Linked DNA regions of Sus scrofa: regions 1 and 3 are each linked to region 2. A link is a contact called in public promoter capture Hi-C data. All regions are on one chromosome and are shown on one strand. The core of a region is the stretch at or near the end of the contact, and the rest is flanking DNA. Distances in the headings are between cores, read along the strand shown.

Evidence for each region. Promoter capture Hi-C pulls out the DNA fragments that hold promoters and counts their contacts.
Region 1: a promoter capture Hi-C map of fetal liver shows a contact between it and region 2, with 2.7 times the contacts expected there. The contact joins the promoter of SDC1 here to the promoter of TTC32 in region 2. A contact is called at or near these places in 2 of 5 promoter capture datasets (fetal liver and liver) and 4 of 47 Hi-C or Micro-C datasets (alveolar macrophages, embryonic fibroblasts, fetal liver and 1 more).
Region 3: a contact with region 2 is called in a promoter capture Hi-C map of fetal liver, with 3 times the contacts expected there. The contact joins the promoter of RHOB here to the promoter of TTC32 in region 2. A contact is called at or near these places in 1 of 5 promoter capture datasets (fetal liver), 2 of 47 Hi-C or Micro-C datasets (embryonic fibroblasts and heart right ventricle) and 1 of 2 datasets of contacts at active chromatin or transcription factors (alveolar macrophages).

Annotation. Positions count from the first base shown.
Region 1 is chr3:117,985,423-117,989,761 of Sscrofa11.1, reverse strand. SDC1 (syndecan 1) reads right to left here and starts at 2,177. Exons shown (of 5, transcript NM_001243190.1): 1 at 1,854-2,177. The coding sequence starts at 1,919.
Region 2 is chr3:118,271,353-118,275,917 of Sscrofa11.1, reverse strand. TTC32 (tetratricopeptide repeat protein 32) reads right to left here and starts at 2,805. Exons shown (of 4, transcript XM_003125338.3): 1 at 2,757-2,805; 2 at 2,655-2,754. The coding sequence starts at 2,805. It overlaps WDR35 (WD repeat-containing protein 35), which reads right to left. Exons shown (of 29, transcript XM_021087811.1): 27 at 2,655-4,565.
Region 3 is chr3:117,772,526-117,776,951 of Sscrofa11.1, reverse strand. RHOB (ras homolog family member B) reads left to right here and starts at 1,492. Exons shown (of 1, transcript NM_001123189.1): 1 at 1,492-2,082. The coding sequence starts at 1,492. The coding sequence ends at 2,082.

The DNA of each region.
Region 1 (4,339 bases), core at 928-3,427, 290 kb after region 2:
TTCAAGGTGCAATCTGTATCCCACAGAAGACACGACCTTCACGAGCGAAGGAGAAGCCAGATGCCCATGTCTTGAAAGCGCCTGAAAACCAGGAGCACCCTGGAGACCCAGCTCAGAAATCCTATCTGCCCCCAAGGCTCCTCCAGCTAGGGCACCCCTTAGGCACACACTCCAACTCATCCGCAATTCACGAGACACCGGGGACCCTTTCCTAGACTCCGAAAGGCTTCCAAGCACAGCAGTCACCTGGGAAGCAAGAAAGGCACCTCACAGATCGGTCTGAAAAACACCTTGCCTGAGCCGGACCCTGTAAAATACCCCAAGGCTCTCAATAACTAGAGCTACTATTATTGTAGAGGGACCTGCTTCCAGAGGGTTGGCTTGGTGTTGCCGAGAGACTTGGCCGGAAAATACACTGTAAGTGGAGGACCGGGGTACCCACCCCCGGCCGCCGCTCCTTGCCCTCCCACGTGCCTCCTTTTGCCAGAGCTGGGGAAGTGAGCCGTCCAGATGTGGTAGCGAGAGACCGCCACTTCCGGAAGGGGGCGAGCCCCCTCGGTCCGCACCTCCCCTCTCCATCCCCGGGGATGGCCGACCTGGCTCACACGGAGCAGAGGAGAGGACCCTGGGACTCGGGCACCGGCTGTGGGGGCTGTGGGGGTGGACGTGAGCACCCGGCGGCCAGCGCTGACACCTGGCGGCAGCCCAGGTCTCAGCCCATAGTAGGCTGGAGCCGCGGGGCGGTTCCCAGGAAAGGGTTACCGGGGCCGAGAACAAAGCGCCCCCTTTGGGGAAGGCGGGCCAGCGGACGGCGGCTGGGGCGGGAGAGCACTTTCTGGGGACCCTCCGGATCTCTTTGTCGGCCAGATCCCTCTTTAGAGGCGACCCACCCCTCTCCAAAGGTGGGTGCTGGAGTTCTACCCCACGGCCTCCCCCCAGCTTCGGGCTCCACGTTTGTCCCCCTTTTCTTCTAGCTCCACTGGGCGGGCCAAGGGACCCGCCTTCCCTCCGCGCTGCTCCAGCACAAAGCCAGGCCGGGGGAGGGGTAAAGCCATTCCCGGGTCCACTCGCGTGGAAGCAGCCCGCGCGCCCCGACCGTGCCCAGCGCAGGCTCTCGCCCCTCCGCAGGCAGCACAACTTCAACAGCCCAGAAGTTGGGTTCCTGCGGGTCTCTTGCGTTCCGAGGCCAACTTCCCGGAACCTCCTGCTACACCCGGCCTGGCTCCGTTCGGCCAGCCAACGGACAGCCGAGACCCCACCTCTGTCCGCCCGCCCCGGTCGTCCTCGCAGCCCTGGCTGGGGCTCCTTAGTGCACACGCCCGCCTGCTCCCGCGCCGATTCCGCTGCTCCCAAACTTGCCTCTGCCAGAGGGGCCGGGCGCTCCGGCTCGACCGATCTGGTTTGAATTAGGGTCCGCGGGCGGGGCGTATTAGCCGCGATCTCGGCATCCTCCTGGGTCACCGGCGAGGGGCCCTGCCGCCGCAGTGCCCGGGGTGACTGGGTGGGAGCCGGCGACCCCAGGAGCCGCCGCTGGCTGGCTGGCTCTTTCGCCACTGGAGCCCTTTTACGTAATTGAGCTCGGGGCCCCGGCGCAGGCTCTGCTCCACGGGACGCCCCAAGCCTCCTCCCGGAGCTGCGGAACCCACGGCCCCCCCCCCCCATTCCCCGACGGCGGAGGCAGTTGGGTCAAGAGCCCTGATTTCGGGGCTCCTAGTCTCCCCGCCAGCCTTGCTAGCGCGGGAAGAGGGGAAGTCCCCGCTTCCCCTCCCCCTCCACGTGCGGTCGCCGGTATCGGCCGATCCGCCAGCCCCGGCTTCCCGCCACCTCCCGGCCAAGCCCCCGGCCGCACTCACCAGGAGGGCCGGCTGCAGGCGCAGCGCCAGCGCGCAGAGCCAGAGCCAAAACGCCGCGCGCCTCATGCTGCCCGGACCAGCGGCGGGAGCGCAGCGGGTTGCGCGGGTCAGGGGTGCGCGGCGCTGAGCCGTCTGCGCGAGGCTCCGAGTCGGCTCTGCGGGTTGCGCTGCGCCCAGCTCCCTTGAGCGATGCCCAAGCGCGCTGCTGTCCTAGGCGAGGGCTGCGGGGTCCCCTGGCTGCAGTCCTCGCTCTGGTGCTAGACTCCTCCGGCTCCGCTCAGCTACCGCTAGCACCTCTCCCGCCGAGCTCCGCCTTATAATAAACCCGCAGGCCCTTAGCCGTTGCAAAAAACTCGCCCCCCACCCCCAGCTCGCCAGGTCTCGGGGCCAGCCCCAGTCCCCACCCCCTAGAGCCCCGCCCCCTAGAACCCCGCCCCGCCCCCTGAGCCACAGGCCCGGCCCCCAAGGAACGCCCCAAGCCCGGCTCCCCAGCCCCGCCTCCGCACCGCGCCAGGGAAGCCGAGCCTCGCCTACCCCCAGGGCCACGGTCCCCGCGCGCCGCGGTTCCCCGGGTTTCGGCTCTGCTGCTCCGGTGTTCCCGGGGGTTGGGGACTGGTCGCACCCCCCTACCGCCCTGGCCAAGGGTTTTGAGGCTCTGCCCGGGAGACTGGCGGGAGGGGCGGGAGTTGGTCCTCGATTGCTGGCGCCAGTCTGCAGCGCCCTCTGGGCGTGAACACCGAGCCCCCTCCAGGTGCGCTGGACTCCCGGATCCGGGCGGGAACACTTTCTGAGGCTGTGCGGGGGCCCGAAGTGATGGGCCCTTAAATCAGTGGCCCCTTCCCTGGCTGCGGATGGTGCTCTCTGCGCCCTCTCACCCTACACCCCAGCACTAGTTTCCACATGCGCTGGCCTTCTGCCAGTGCTGGAAACTAGGGGCCTTACTTTAAACAGCTGGACACGCCCAGGAAGGGTTGTTTAAAAAAATTAAAAAATTTTAAAGGACTTTTCAGTGTCTTTTGATAGAAAGCAGTGCCCTCTCTCTTCATTCTCTGAGTCAAAAGGAAAAGTAAACAGCCTTGGGCCCAGGTGACTTCCAGCCTGCAGGTCTGAGAAGCACCACTGGCATTTTTGCTCCTTCGTGATTCCCTGAGGGGCCTTAGACCTCAGTGGTGCCATCAGCAATCCCGAGCCTCTGTGTAGGTGTTCAAAGACCATGGAAGGTCTGTAGAGCAAATGGCCTTGAACGAAAAGGGGAAGAACCTGCCGGGCCCTGCCTGCAATGTGACCTTGGACCTGGAGACCAAAGATACCGACTTCCCCACCCACCGTCCCCATCTCCGCCTGCAGAGCCTCCTGCAGGTTCTTAAGGCCTGAAGCAGTTCTCTTAGGCCTTGATTTCAAGGATCATCTAACCGCATGGCACCAGGCAGGACCTCTCCAAGGAGTTCAGGGCGTCCTGACAGGTTAAAGGGCCCTTTGAATAGAAAGCCATGAGGGTGTTTGCCAGGGGCTGGCTCATAGTCTGAAGTCAGCTCTCTAGCCCTTTCAACTCAATATGGAGGAAACATAGGTCAGTTTGGAATTTTGCTTTTCTCTCCTCCACAAAACAAAGAAAACTGGGGTCAAGGAATATTTGTTAGAGCCTCTTTATATTATAAAAATGACCCGTTGAGGGAGTTCCCTGGCGGCTCAATGGGTTAAGGATCTGGCATTGTGACTGCTATGGCTCGGTTTCAAGGGTTTTGATCCCTGGCCTGGGAACTTACACATGCCATGGGTGCAGCCAAAATAAATAAATAAATAAAATAAAAATGACCAGTTTATTTAGAAATTTACTCTTTCAAGCTGAGTAAATTTGCCTTAGTAAATCTGGGCCGATTAGGAAGAGGAGGAGCCCTAAGGAGGACACGTACACTGAGAGTGGAGGTAGAGGGTCAGGGTTTGCCTTGACCCAGCTGACTGCTGGCCTGCTTGCTTCTTCTCCCAGCCCGGGTTCTGCAGGAAAATCTCTCCCTCTCAGAAGCTCTTGAAGTCCCATAGTACCCAGGACCTGGGCCTCCTCAAACCCCTGTGGCCCCGTGGAATGCCACAGGAACATCAGCCCGTTTGCACTGCTGTGGCCAATCTGTCTGCACTCATCGGTTCCATCCTTGGGATCCCCCAAACCTCCTTAGATCTGGCAACTAAAGAGTTAAGTCTGGCTGAGCTCGGGCCCTCAAGCCCCCCCATCTGGAGGCACTAAGGCAAGGCCTTTGTTCTGATTTGTGTTCCTAATATGGGTTGTTATTATTATTACTATTATTTTGCTTTTTAGGGCTGCACATACAGCCTATGGAAGTTCCCAGGCTAGGGGTTGAATCACTGCGGCAGCTGCCTGCCTACGCCACAGCATCAAGGGATCTGAGCCATGTTTTCAATCCACACCACAGCTCACGGCAACACCAGATCCTTAACCCACTAAGTGAGGTCAGCAATCGAACCGCATT
Region 2 (4,565 bases), core at 1,556-4,055:
TGTGGTGTAGGTTGCAGACGCGGCTCGGATCCCGCATTGCTGTGGCTCTGGCGTAGGCCGGTGGCTACAGCTCGATTCGACCCCTAGCCTGGGAACCTCCATATGCCGCGGGAGCGGCCCAAAGAAATAGCAAAAAAAAAAAAAAAGAAAATGTTACAAACCATTCAGAGTGGCAGGCATGCAAAGATCGCGAATACTGTTTCGAAATGATTCAGTGACCCTTATTTTAAAAATAAACAATCTCTAAAAGATATATTTAAGGAAGAAATTTGAAATGACTGAATTCAGTTTATCCTTGAGCTCCTAGAAGAATTTCAGAACCATAAGGAAATTAGAAGGTTCATAGAGGCATGCTGAGCAACCTTCTACTAAACCATATACGATTTTTCCCCCAATGCTCGTAAGGGCCGGAAATTACATTTGCCGCCCAAGAAATTTGTACTCTCAGACTGAGATGCACCAAGGAGGAAAAATAACAAGACTAGACGGCATCAATATACCTGCTGTGGATGAATCCTTTTTGAAATCTACTCGATTAATCTAAAAATACACTAGTGACTATAACAAAAAAGACGCAGACTCACAGACACAGAAGAAAAAAGCCAATGGTTACCGCTGAGGAGAGGGAAAGGCGGAGGGGAGCCACAAGGGTAGGGGACCGAGAGGTACAAAATATTAGGTATAAAATAGGCTACAAGAATATATTGTACAACATGGCCAATATTTTAGACAATTTTATAATAGCCAGTATTTTATAATATCTGCAAATGGACTATAAGCTTTAAAACTGTCAAGCACTATACTGTACACATCATATTGAACAGCAAATACACTTCAATAAAAATTTTTAAATTAAAAAAATTTAAACTTACTAGATAAGTTTATTTCTAGAACTCGAAACAAGAGCTGAAAACTACATTTTCTATGCTTACTAACTTTTTTGGAAATTGGGTTTATGGCTAAGGCTGCACTTTTAGATATTAAAAGAAAATGTTATAATTTTTGGGGGGGCGCAGGGGGTGATACTATTTTACTGCTTGTTTCAAAACTTCTATTAACTATTATTCTAGGGTATTATTGAAATGAAAAAGTCATTTAATTTTCTCTTTAATCCTATGTAAGTTTAACAAACAGGAGAAGAATCTCAAGCTACATACTAATAAGACAAGCTGGAGTTCCCGTGGTGGCTCAATGGTTAATGAATCTGACTAGGAACCATGAGATTGCAGGTTCGATCCCTGGCCTTGCTCAGTGGGGTTAAGGATCGGCATTGCCCTGAGCTGTGGTGTAGGTCACAGATGCGACTCGGATCCCACGTTGCTGTGGCCCTGGTGTAGGCTGACGGCTACAGCTCCAATTCCACCTCTAACCTGGAAACCTCTATATGCTTCAGGTATGGCCCTAGAAAAGACCAAAAAAAAAAAAAAAAAAAAAAAAAAAAAAAAAAAACAACAAACAAAAACGGAATAAGACAAGCTGACATCCTGTCAAGAAAAGTCAAATCCTTGAGGGAAAAGGAGAGTGATAATGCAGACAACACGAAACTGTCAAAAGCTGTTCATTCAAACCCTCCTTGTTCTCTCTTCTCATCCGACCACTCAACACCATCAACAAGAACAACCACAGCAAAACTTGGAGCACAGCAAATGTTACACCTTCAAGCATCAATCTGAGATTCTTTGGGAAAGCAGGTATTAGCAGGTGAGGTTGCTAACATCACAAAAAAGACAGGCATTCCACGCTCTCTGTTGGAAGTACACAGCACCACTTCTAACAGTACTCTCACCACAACTCTGCATCTGAATTGGGTCAACCTCAGGATTTAACTACCAACTCACAAGCCATGTAGGAGGCAGAGGGCCCTATTAAATGACATCGGGGGATGAATACTGCAAATCCGAAATAGGGGAAACTCTGGGGACACATGATTCGGTTTCCTCACCAAATCAACTGCAAGGCAGAAAAACGAAGGCGAGCCCTATACAGTGAATTTGATGTGCATCCCAACTGGAACCAACAGCTAAAAACAAACCAACAAAGCAAGAATTTTACGGATCAATCAGGAAAGCTCTAAAGCTGGATATTTGATATTTGATATGTGATACCAATGCCGAGGTTAGGTCCTTGTAAATCCTTAATATCTAACAATGTATCCTGAAACATCCATGGATGCATAATATTATGTCCGGGATGAACTAATGTTTAAGCCCAGTGATGGCTACCTGGAGGTCCATTATACTATTTCCATACTAAATTTATTTTCATTAGTGAAAAACAAAACACCTGCTGTGATGCTGTGGTTGAAGTCGCGGTACTTTGTGCGCGAGCGTGGCACCCGTGGCATCGCGCCCTCACCAGGTCGCAGATACCCCACTTGTTAAAATGACAGCTGGAAAAGCGCTATCCGCTCTAAGACCGGATCAGAGTAACAAGGAATGAAGACACTCAAGCTGAAAGGCAGCCGGTACCCCCGTGCTCTGACTCCCCGGTGGGTGTCCCAGAGGAACGCGAGGGGCCGCGGGCCAGGATACTCCCTTCACCGCCCTTCGGGAAACTAAACGAATGCCCGAGGTACCCTTGAGTGGTGAGATCAGACAACCCAGGCTACTCCCACCTAGCGGAGACCCCGCACCCCCACATCTCGCGATATTTACCTCCAGGGCGCCGCTCCCTCGGAGCCCGCACAGGCGCACTGGCGAATGTAAGCGGAGTACAGTGCTTCGGCCTCCGCATATTCGCCTTTCTTGAAATGACCTGGGCACGTGCGAGGGTTACGGGGCTTTCTTGCCCTTGCTGCCCTTCCATAGTAGTCGGAGACCTAGCTTTCCTTGTAGAACTGAGGGTGATTTCTGAGCGACTAGAGGCAGCACCACAAGGCCACTCCCCCACCCCGGAATTTATCGCGTAGGCAAAACCTCGGAGCAAGCAGGGGGGAAGTTTGTACCTTCCGCGGACCCGTCTTCTCGCGAGATCAGTGACACCGCCCCCGGAGGGCTCAGAAACTTTAAAACTTGTGCGGACAGAGACACTTCTGTAAAGTGCGGTTTTGTTGATGAGTGGTGCTTCCGCTGGCCTCGTTTCCAGAGAAGCAGTAGATCGGCAGCTCCAGACTGGTTTCTAAGACCGTGGTCAGAAGTTGCAAGAAGCTTTGCCCGTTGTTACAGCGAATGGTGGAGGATGCGGGGTGCAGTGGCTGATCGTGCTGGGAGCGTAAAAGACCTTGGTTTGTTTTACGAATGGCTAAACGGCCCGTGGAGTTACTGTTATCGCAGCACTTTTCTGGTTCTGCGTCCGCCCTCTAGACGGTATTTTCAGTCGGCTGGATTACATTGAGACATTTTGTGTTGAAATTCCAGGAGCTTAGTGTCCCATAGTCGTGAGTCTTATTTCAGACTCAACCTTTTATTAACTCCAAGGCCGTAGACTGCAAATTTCTCAACCTTTTAAAACCTCCAGAATAGTATAGGAATTGACTGAACTGTTTAGGAGTTCCCGTAGTGGCTCAGCAGAACGAATCCGACTAGGAACCATGAGGTTGTGGGTTCGATCCCTGGCCTCGCTCAGTGGGTTAAGGATCCAGCGTTGGTTTGAGCTGTGGTGTAGGTCGCAGATGCAGTCGCAGATGCAGCTCGGATACTGCGTTGCTGTGGCTGTGGTGTAGGCTGGCAGCTGTAGCTCTGATTAGTTCCTAGCCTGGGACCCTCCATATGCCATGGATGCAGCCCTAAAAGGCAAAAATAATATTAATAATAAATAAAATAAAATTACCTTAAAAAATAAAATACATAGGAATTAACCAAGGAGAGAAGGACTTGTATAATGAAACTGCAAATTGTTGATGAAGGAAATTAAAGCCATAAATAGACATCCCTTGTTCATACTAAAGCAATTTACAGATTCAATGGAATGCCTATCAAAATCCCAATGGTATTTTTACAGAAATATAAAAATCTATCCTAAAATTCATAAGAAATTCCAAGGGATGGATTCCAAATAGCCAAAACAGTCTTGAGGAATTCCCTGGTGACCTAGGGGGTTAAGGATCCCATGGTGTCACTATCTTGAAAAAGAATAAAGTTTGGGACTCACACTGAATTAAAAACTTATCAAAGCAACAGTAATCAAAACAGTGTGGATTTGCATAAAGACAGTCTTTTCAGTAAATGGTGCTGAAAAAACCATTTATTGGAAAGAGTGAAGATGGACCTAAATGCCACATTAAAAAATTAACCAAGGTGGATTAAAGACCTAAATGTAAGAGCTAAAAATTTTAAGTTCTCAGAAGAAAACATAAAGCAAAGTCTTCATGACACTGAATTTGGCAATGTTTTCTTGGGTATGACACCAAAGGACAGGCAGTGAAAGGAAAAATAGACAAACTGGACTTTATGAAAATTAAAACCTTTTGTGCAGCAAAAGACTATCAACAAATAACCCAGAGAATGAGAGAAAATATTTGCAAATCACATATCTGATAAGGATGAGGAATGTAAACATGGAGGTTCTGTGGAGCAGGTTTGGTCTGGTGTGTCCATCCAAGGGATTCTGACGTGGTGTCTCCATCA
Region 3 (4,426 bases), core at 243-2,742, 500 kb after region 2:
ATTGGGACCCATCCACTCAGAAGCTTCTAGATCAGACACAGGTGCCATCTCCTACAGGATACAAGGAAGAGATGGATTAAGTCCTGGTGGATAGCAGGAGACTAGGAGCTAGCACCCCACTAGACACTGATTTGCTATGTCCCAGCCTTCAAGTTTCTCCTGCTACTCCCCAGGGGGACCTCAGCCTCTTCTAGCCCAGTGGGGTGGGGGTGGGGATTTGGATTTTATTGTACTGTTTACCTCAGGCAGTTCTCTGCCTTATGACCAGGATCCGAATTAATCTTGAAATCCAGGGCTGAGGCTGCCTTTTTCTGCTTGGTAACTTCTTCCCAGCGGACCTCAAGTTCTGCAACCAACCTCGACCTTCCCTTTTCACCGTCCCTCCTTCTCCGAATCTTTACCTAAAGACCTAGGCTGGGTGCCGAGAAGGGGGTAGGCGATAGGACTTGGAGGAGCCAGAAGCTCGGCCCAGGGTCACCTAATTTACAGCCACCATCTCTAAGATCCAAACCCCGGGCTGCTCTAGGCGGGTACCCTGGTGGAAGGACAGGGATGGCAGACTCGACCAGGGGTGGGCCCGCTTCTGAAAGAAAAGGGAAAAGACCTTGCTTGGGAACAAACGAATGTGTGTGTGCGCGCGCGTTCACTTAAAAACAAAACCAAGTTAAAGGAACCGCTCGGTCCCCCACAGGTCCGACCACCCGCTGGGAGTTTGCGAAGCCAGCGCGGCAATTTTGAGTGGGAGGGAGTCGTTAACGCCCCACAAAGTGCGGCTTCTTTCTGAACCTCTCGTCCAGGCCCTGCGGGCTCCTGGTAGCTAGCTCTTGGCCTCCCGCCCCACGCGCAGAAGCTGCGGCGAAGGAGGGAACCCTGGTGTCGCCGGAGCCCCGCAGCGCCAGCCGCGGCGCACGCTCCCCGGTCGCCGCCTCTCCCAGCCCCGCGGCCTGGGCCGTCAATCAAGCTCGCCCGGCCCCGCCCCTGGGCTGCAGCGGACGGCCAATCAGAGCCAAGCTCCGCAGCGATGAGCTCAGTCGGCTCGCTTGCCATTGGGCGGCTATATTAAGAAAGTCGCCGAACTCTTTAAATAGCGGGCGCTAGGGCCGCAGCCTGCATCTGCCACCGCAGTCTGCCTGCTTTCGTTCGTTTTCCTGTACCTTTGCTGAGGCCTAGAGCGACCCGGGAGGAAGCTAGGCCGGGTCTGCTACTCTAGTCACCGTTTGCGCACAAAGGCGCCAACCCCGGATCCGGGGCGAGGAGGGCCGCCACCGCTCCGGAGCAGCGCGGAGACGTACGGTGCGCCCTATGCTCCCGCGCCCCTACCGCCCACGCCGCGGCTTCCTGAGCACAGCGAGAGAACGCGCCACCCCGGGGCCTGGGTGCAGCTAGCGACCCTTGCCCCTAGCGCGCAGCCCGAGGTGAGCAGTGAGCGGCCAGCGGGACGGCAGCGAGGCGTTCGCGGGCCCCCTCTTGCTGCCCGGGCCCGGCCCGCTCATGGCGGCCATCCGCAAGAAGCTGGTGGTGGTGGGCGACGGCGCGTGCGGCAAGACGTGCCTGCTGATCGTGTTCAGTAAGGACGAGTTCCCTGAGGTGTACGTGCCCACAGTCTTTGAGAACTATGTGGCCGACATCGAAGTGGACGGCAAGCAGGTGGAGCTGGCGCTGTGGGACACAGCGGGCCAGGAGGACTACGATCGCCTGCGGCCGCTCTCCTACCCGGACACCGACGTGATCCTTATGTGCTTCTCGGTGGACAGCCCGGATTCCCTGGAGAACATCCCCGAGAAGTGGGTGCCCGAGGTGAAGCACTTCTGCCCCAACGTGCCCATCATCCTGGTGGCCAACAAGAAAGACCTGCGCAGCGACGAGCACGTCCGCACTGAGCTGGCCCGCATGAAGCAGGAACCCGTGCGCACGGATGACGGCCGCGCCATGGCCGTGCGCATCCAAGCCTACGACTACCTCGAGTGCTCTGCCAAGACCAAGGAGGGCGTGCGCGAGGTCTTCGAGACGGCCACGCGAGCCGCGCTGCAGAAACGCTACGGCTCCCAGAACGGCTGCATCAACTGCTGCAAGGTGCTATGAGGGCCGCGCCCGCCTGCCTGCCCCTGCGGGCACGGCTCCCCCACCCCGGCCGGTCCCCCACGAGGCCGGAGAAGGGAGACCCGCGCCCCCCCCACGGACCCCACCGGACGGCCTGGCGTCTGCCCTCCGGACCCGCAGCCGTGGCCTGGCGGCTGTGGCTCTGGCGCCGGGAATCGGCGCGGTAGGCACCGGGCGCCCCCTTTCCAAGTGTCTGTGTGCGTCCCGCTGTGTTGCACAGGCCTGGGCGCCCCGCTGAGTGCCAAGGGATCCCCGAAGACCCTGTTCTGAAGAGCCAAGCCTCTTCGGAGGGTGTGGCTGTGTGTATGTTCAACTCCCCCCGCCCCGTTTTTGCCCCACGCCCGCCTCTGCTACCCCGAGGCGAGCTTGGCCCCGGGGTGCGGCCGCGCCCCATCATCAGATGTTCTCCCATAACCAGCGAGCGCCTGCTATGCCCCTGTCTGTAACATAGACCACGGGAACTGCGGGAGGGGAGGGCTGGGGTGGATGGGGTGTTATATAAATATAGATATAATTTTATTTTCGGAGGTAGGATGGTGTTATTTAATGGTGGCGGTGGGTGGAGTGACAGGACTTGAGAACAGCTCCGGCCCAGCCTGGGTCAGGCGTCCATCCAGGCACGAACAAGACTTGGCCATCTTTCCAACTCCTGGGAAAGACATTTGCAACTAACTGACTTGGGGCTGAGAGGACACAGCTTCCAGACTCATGTCTCCTGCGGGCCAGCCAGGGAGAACCCCTCATCAGCCACAGGCAGGAGGAGGGAAAGTGTGCTGCAGGTTGTTTTTTTGCCATAAGCGAACTTTGTGCCTGTCCTACAAGTGAAATTTGTTCAGTCCAAGAAACTGATGTTATTTGATTTATTTAAAGGCGAAAACTTGGGTTTTTTTTTTTTTTTGGAAAGAATTCTTTGCACAATTGTTTCATTGTTTGACACTTAATGCACTTGTCATTTGCATAAGACAGTAGCATTCTGACCACACTTGTACGCTGTAACCTCATCTACTTCTGATGTTTTTAAAAAAATGATAACTTTTAAAAATCAAGGAGAAGAAGAAACCACTAATTTTCTTTTCTTGAAAAAAGTGGCAACACTGTTCTGTTTTGCGATTTTATTTGTGCAGGTGTGCACTCTATTTTGATAAAGGGCAGTAACAAGTATTAGGGCCTATCTAAAACCTTCCCCCCCCCCACAAGGCAGTCTCTAAAGCTGTGTGAAATTTTCTCTGCATCTCTGTACAGAGAAGGAACCTGCCCCTCGTGTCTCCTTTCTCCCTTCCCTTCCCCACCCAGTGGTACTTCTACTAAATTGTTGTCTTGTTTTTTATTTTTTAAATAAACTGACAAATGACAAAGTGGTGAGCTTATGATGTTTACATAAAAGTTCTATAAGCTGTGTATACAGTTTTTTATGTAAAATATTAAAAGACTATGATGATGACATTTATAAAATGGCTCCTGTGATTTAATGTGTAAAAATATGGGGAGAAGGTAAGAACTCCGCTAGGCGAGGTCCCACCAATTCAGCTCCTCTGCTCTTATAGTTGAGTTGGTAAGAAATGGGGATGAAATCCCTTGGAGGATGTGGGGGGGCAGGTGGCCATGGAGACCAGGTTGCTCCTGTCCCAGTCCCAGAGGTTACCCAGGGACCCAGAGCCATCACCTTTGATCTCATGTGTACTGTGTGTATGTCTCAAGCTCTTGTGTCTAAGTCTGTTATGGGGCCTTTCCTTCCTATTCTTTAGAACTTGGAAAGTTGTCCTTTGTGCCTTTTAAATTTAGATAGCTTTTTTCTTTTTGTTAGTCACTGGTGTGGGGGCCAGGCTGTCTAAAAGCCTGGTTCCTGGGTTCCCTTCTGATCCTCCGGGGGTTACACAATACCCCCTGAAGTGATAGGTTATCTCTGGGGCCCCGAGCTTCTGGGTGGAAATGGAGAAGAGCCCAAATCAGAAGCTGACTCTTTTCTCATTGAATGTCTGTAGCTTTATTCAAAGTACCAAGAGTGGCCAGGGATGGAATGCTAGAGGTTTTGGGTGGCTGTTGTTTAAATTTGGAGCTTTGGGGAGTTCCCGTCGTGGCTCAGTGGGTTAAGGACCCAACCAGTATGCATGAGGATGGGCGTTTGATCCCTGACTTTGCTCGGTGGGTTAAAGGATCCAGTGTTGCCACAAGCTGCGGGGTAGGTGGCAGATACAGCTCGGATCAGGCATTACTGTGGCTGTAGCAGGGGGTCAGCAGCTGCAGTGGTGATCTGGCCCCTGGTCTGGGAACTTGCATATGCCACAGGGTGTGGCCCTAAAAATTAAGTTGGAGCTTGGAGATGTAA